Linked DNA regions of Sus scrofa: region 1 is linked to region 2. Evidence: chromatin contacts called from public promoter capture Hi-C data. All regions are on one chromosome and are shown on one strand. Each heading gives the region's core, a stretch centred on a gene start, on an enhancer-like site or on the middle of the called end of the contact. The rest is flanking DNA. Distances are from core to core; before and after follow the strand shown. Region 1 holds the start of DGKH (diacylglycerol kinase eta). Region 2 holds the start of AKAP11 (A-kinase anchor protein 11).

Evidence for each region. Promoter capture Hi-C pulls out the DNA fragments that hold promoters and counts their contacts.
Region 1: a contact with region 2 is called in a promoter capture Hi-C map of fetal liver, with 2.4 times the contacts expected there. The contact joins the promoter of DGKH here to the promoter of AKAP11 in region 2. A contact is called at or near these places in 1 of 5 promoter capture datasets (fetal liver), 1 of 47 Hi-C or Micro-C datasets (heart right ventricle) and 2 of 2 datasets of contacts at active chromatin or transcription factors (alveolar macrophages and skeletal muscle).

Annotation. Positions count from the first base shown.
Region 1 is chr11:24,969,304-24,972,295 of Sscrofa11.1, forward strand. DGKH (diacylglycerol kinase eta) reads right to left here and starts at 1,625. Exons shown (of 32, transcript XM_021065624.1): 1 at 1,350-1,625. The coding sequence starts at 1,409. It overlaps LOC106505301 (a long non-coding RNA gene), which reads right to left. Exons shown (of 3, transcript XR_002336682.1): 3 at 1,835-2,619.
Region 2 is chr11:24,751,121-24,753,822 of Sscrofa11.1, forward strand. AKAP11 (A-kinase anchor protein 11) reads right to left here and starts at 1,290. Exons shown (of 13, transcript XM_021065623.1): 1 at 1,073-1,290.

The DNA of each region.
Region 1 (2,992 bases), core at 375-2,874, 220 kb after region 2:
AGAAAAGAGCTCAAAAGTAAAGTTACAAAAACAGGTCCCTGAATTTAGTTCTCAGTTATCGCTGACTTAAACTCCCAAACTGAACTGTATTTTTAATTTCAAGAATAAACTTAATCCCCAGTAATAACCACAATAGAAGAAATACGAGCAGATGGGCAACCTAACAACATGTTCAAATTGACAAAAGCAAAGACAGCTGCAGATACAGATGGATCCGAGTTTAAGGACACTCCTGAAAGGTCGGGAAACAGAAGGCAGAGAAATGTACTTTGGCAAAGGAGCTGGGAGGGTACATACTAGAAAAGAAAAGGGGGAACCAAGCTTGGCACCTGACCTAGAAGCTCTCAACAGGCAGGGGGCCAGCCTGAGCAGATCCTCGGAGTTCCTGGGAAAAGAGCATCCGAACGTGTTGAACAGAACACTGGTGAGGCCAGAAATTTCGGACGAGGTTTTCCAAATAGGTTCAAGAATGTCAACCAAGACGGAACAGCAAACATCGAGGCAGGGCGGAGAGAGCCAAAATTCGATGCCAGGGAAAAGGCAGCCCACACAGGATTACAGAGCTCTGAGTGAGACGGGGATTTCGGGCTAGAATCACCGGAGGGATGTGAGATGGTTCTGACTCTCTGAGTTGGAAGAGAGGAAGTTGAAGGAGTTTGAGGGAACAAATCCCAAGCCCCCAATTCCCCCGTCCTCCTGCTCCTTACCCGCGCACACACAATGCACATGCCCACGTTACTTTCGGTCCCCCAAACTGCCCAACCTCCGCGTTTCACGGGCAGCGAAATCCTAAGCGAAATCGAGGTCAGCTTCCCGCTTCATCCCTGGCAACCCCCTCGAACCCTAGAAAAGCCCGGGGCTTTAGCGGCGAGCAGGAGGCGGAGGCGTGGTTCCCGGCTTCTAGCTGCGATCCGCCTCGCCAAGCGCGGCTCCTTAGGAACCTGCAGCGCCCAGGTGACCGCCCAGGGCGCGGTCTCAAGAGGCAAGACCTGTCTCCTCCGAGCCCTGCACGCTGACCCCCAGTCTGGGCTTCTTTTTGCCCCCTCCCTACCCACCCTCCACGCTCCGAAATCAAGGAAAAAGTTGCGAAGTCGATGAAGCACGGAAAACGGTCCTTGGAGGGCCGTGGTCAGTGGCTCGTCCGCGGCCCCTGGGGGAGAGCCTCGGCCGGCCCGGACAAAGGCGCTCCGGGCGGCGCGCGAGGAGGAGCCCGGGCGGCGGAGGAAGCGCTGTCCCGGGTGGGAAGCAGCTGGGGACCTCATCCCGGGCCATTTCCTGAACGGAACCCGGCCCGGGCGGGGGGGAGCAGAGGAGAAGTGGGAGGGGGCGGGCGCGGGCGCTGTACCCACCGGTTCCTCCCAGGCCGGGCTGCGGGCGCCGGACGCGGGGCGCACGTGCTGCGGCTCCATCGCGCCAGCCCGTGCCCGCCGGCCGCCCGGGCGCGCGGACCCGGGCCCCCGCCGCCGCCGCCGCCGCCGCCGGGGCCGCTGGATGCGCTTTCCTCGCCGCGGTCCTCTCGGCCGCTGCTGCCGCCGCCGCCCCGGCTCCCGCCCGGGGCCGGCCACCGGCCCTCCCGCGGTCTCCGGCTTCCGCCGCGCTGCGCTCTCCCGCCCCCGCGCCGGTCCCTTCCTCCACCTCCACCTCCTTCTCCTCCTCGGTCCAGCTCCGAGCGGTCCGCTCCCCGCCGCTGCCGCGCCGCCGCCGCCGCCACCGCCTCCCACCGCCGCAGAATCCGCCCCTAGCTCCTTCCTCCGCCCCCGACTCCCTCCCCTTTTCCTCCCCGCTTCCCGCCCCTCCCCCCGCCGCCCCCTCCTCCCGGCGGGCGGCCCGGGACGCACGTGACCCTCCTGTCAGGCCTTATAAGGCGCGGAACCGAAAGCGGCTGCAGGGTGGTCAGGGGCACCGGGTGGCAGTGGGGACCGGAGCGGCCTCCCCCGGGGGCCGGACGCCTAGCCGCTGTCGGGAGGACCGGGAGCGACGGGGAAAGCCCGGGCTGGGCCGGCCGACGCGCTGGCGATGGGAGCGACGGTGGCCGCGAGTCCCGGGAGAGCCTCCAGCGCCCCTCTCCGCGTCTCCCTCTCCTGCAACCCGCGCCCGCCTCCCGCCGAACGCCGGCCGCCCGCGCTGCAGGCACCTCCCCTCCTCTGGGCGCTGAGGCTTGAACAAAATCGCGCTGGACAGTAACCGACTTCGACAGAACAAGGGAGATAACTGCAGCCCAGAGCCGCTCCTGAACCAGCTGCTCCAGGGGTGGTTTATTCTTTGTGACGTTGAAAACACTGCAGCTGGCTTAGCATCTGCAAGAGGAGTTAAGATTGAGGGAATACTTCTTTTATTCGTTTTTAATGATGAACGGATTCGTGGAAAGAAACCCGGCTAGTGTGTCTTCCAATTAGACCACTACATTTAAATTAGGGGAAGGGACTGGCTCGCAGGGAGGGCTCCATAATGGCAAGTCACCTCCTTTCGCCCTTTGAAAACACGTTTCCAGTAGAGATTTCGATTATCTTTTTGGCCTCAAGGACGGTTTCCCTCTATGTCCAATCCAAGAGTGGCTTTTCCCAGGTTCTTCCCTCTCCTGGACATTCAGGCTCCTTCTAGCAGCATCTTCCCACGGCCCTTAATCATGGCAAACAAATTTATACATTTTTAAAAACACGGAAAATTTCAAAACACTTGATCCAGTCTGCCTCCAGTCCCCACCGCCTCACAGCCCAGCTCTTGGGGAGGTAAAGCCCCGTTCTCATTATTATCACATCCGTGTCTTAATCTGCCACTCATTTTCTTCTGCAAACCAACTTTGGTGCCCACTTTAAGAGGTGAGCCTGACAAAGGTCACCTGTGGCTTTCAAAATTCCCTAAATCATTTGGTTGTGTCCCCCCCCCAACTTCCTTTTTATTGAACCTGTGCACAACATTTGTCACTGGGGACCAGACTATTAGCCTTGAAACTACCCCTTCCCCTGGCCACATTGACACTTCAGTGTCTGAT
Region 2 (2,702 bases), core at 40-2,539:
AGCAGTATTTCTCACCCTGAAATTTCCTTAGCATCTTAAGTTAAACCACCTCCAGTTTAATAAGGTTTTAGAGGAGAGGGTAAACAGGACTGTCACCATGTCACATCACGGAGATTTAGATTGTACTGCCATTGTCATTTTGCCAATGCTTTTAATTCTTTGGTCACATCCACATTTTTTTTTAATAAAGCAGGTTAGGTGCCTGGGATACAAGAATATACCAAATCCATTAGGAATATGGATGGCCAGTATTTAAGCCATCAAACAGCCAAGGAGAAAATTTGACAGCAAATCCAAGTATCAACACTCCAAGGAGCTGCTTGCGCTTTCCGCTCCCGTCACAAGATTTGGGTTGTGCCTGTTTCTAGGGCTCAAGGGTTCTGACAGTGAAGGATGCTGTTCGGGGACAAAGTGCAACGTCCTCCTCCTGCATATGCCCCCGTGCGCGCACCACGAACACAAACTAAGCACACGCACCAGCACGCACCGGCGGGACCCGGCTCTGCAGACCACCCTGGGGATAGAAACTGAGCTTGTCATTCAAGAGGGCTGAAGCTTCGCCGCCACACTCGGGCCCCAGGAAGACCCCCCCAACCTCGAGCCTGAGGACACCCCCCCCCCCGCCCCCGCCCCGGTGCCTATGGCTTCCTCCCTCCGCTTTGCTCTTCCCGCCCTCCTCCCACCACCCTGCGAAAGCGTAGCTCTGGGCAGCCCCCAAGTCAGACCAGGGACTGCGGGCAGCGGAGGAGCTGCAGAGCCCGAGTCGGGCCGCTCCATCCACAGCGGCCCCACACCCCGCCGCCACCCCAGCCAACGGCGCCGCTCACGTCGCGGGCGGATCCGCGCCCGGCTCACCTGGGGGCCGCAGCCTCCGCAGCTCACAGGCATGTCAGCGGCCCGCAACGACCAGCCGCGCGAGCTGCCGAGCAGGCGGGCGCCCCCTCCCGCAGCGGCCCCCAGCCCTCCCCCCTCCCGCCCCGCGGCCCGCCCCCGCCTGCCCACCCCCAGCTTCCGCCGCCGCCGCCGCAGCTCCAGCCCGCAACACCTCCTAGTCCTCACGCCTCCCACTCACTCTCGCGAGAGGGTGGCACACTTCTCGCGAGAAGAACTCCGCGACCGAGCCCGCGCAAAAGTGGGTGGGCTTTGAAAGAAGGAAAGAAGCAACAGGAAAAACCTTCCACGTGCTCCGGGGCAGCTAGCGGAACGGCCCCGCGAGTCACGTGACCGCGTCCAGCGGCCTCGCCATTGGTCAGAATCCGCTCGGCTAGGGGAGCTTTAAACTCGAGGCTGACCTACGAACCTGCGGCGGACGTCTTGCGCGCTTCCTGGCCCGTTACCTTGGCAACTGTTTAACCCTTTCCTCTGGCAAAATAGCCAAGTCTTGGCTTGCCCAGCAGTTTTGGTTTGAGGCTCTGATTCCTTTCCTTCGACCCCTGGGTCTTACCGCCTAGGGTCAGCTGGGCTCCTTCTTCTCCCCAGACTAGTTTTGCTTTCTTCTAATTCACGGGGTTCTTCTCATTCCGGCAGCCACCAGATCTGACGGCCCAAGAAAGGCGCATCTTTGGGTGGCTCCGCCCCTTCTCCCCAGCATCTCTAGGGAGGACCACTCACAGCACACCAGGCCTACAGCCCTTTCCTAACCTCAACAATTAGCATCAAGAGATTTCCGGGCCCTAGTGCTCACCCTGATGTCGTTACGTGATTTCAGAATCGGAGTGTAAAGCACTGGTCACAGAAAAACCAAGACCTAGATGAAAAGCTAGTATGTAAAATCACGGTAGAATCGGAAGGGCTAGTCCTCCGAAGTTGCAGTCTCCTCGAAGACATCTATTCCTCAAGGGTGGAAATACCTGAAAGATGAGAAAGACATTTTTAAGTGTATCCTCATGATGAGTTTTGCCCTGGTTGGGATAGACGGGCAGGGAAGAAAGGGTACAGTCATCTGTTCATTTCTTCATTTAACAAATTTTTGTTGAGAGCCTACATATATTGGGTATTATTCCAGGCACTCAGTTGAGCAGCCTCGAAGACAGATAAATTGAGGTTCTAGGGAGTTTATGGCGGGGAGGGGAGAGAAATAATCTGTTGGTTCCTCTATGCAGAGGAAACAGAGTGAATAACGTGCTGGCAATTGTTTTGACAAGGAGAGATATAAGCAGGGGTTTCATGACAGGCGTGCAAATATCAGAGGGAAGAGCATTCCAGGCAAAGGAAACTGCTAATTCAAAGGTCCTAAATTGGGTTTGAGGGGGGAGGTATGAGAAAGTAAGAGGAAATAAGCTCAGAGAAGTAAACAAGAATGGGTTACATCCTGGAGGGTTTTGTAACCAATAAAGGAATTAGGAGTTTATTCTGAGTGCGATGAAAAGTACTGGAGAGTTGTTTGTTTTGTTTGTTGTCTTTTTGTCTTTCTATGAAGAGTTTTAAATAGGGGTGAGATACTATGGTTTAAATTTTTTTTTTTTTAAGCTCTTCCCTGCAGAGAATGGATCTTAAGGAGACCACAGGGGAAGCAGGGAGTTTAGGAGACTTGTAATCTGTATAAGAGAGAATCTTGAAAATTTAATTTCCAGAGTTCCCGTTGTGGCTCAGCGGAAACAAATATGACTACGAACCATGAGGGTGAGGGTTCAATCCCTGGCCTCGCACAGTGGGTAAGGATCCAGCTGCAGCGGACATGGCTCGGATCTGGCGTTGCTGTG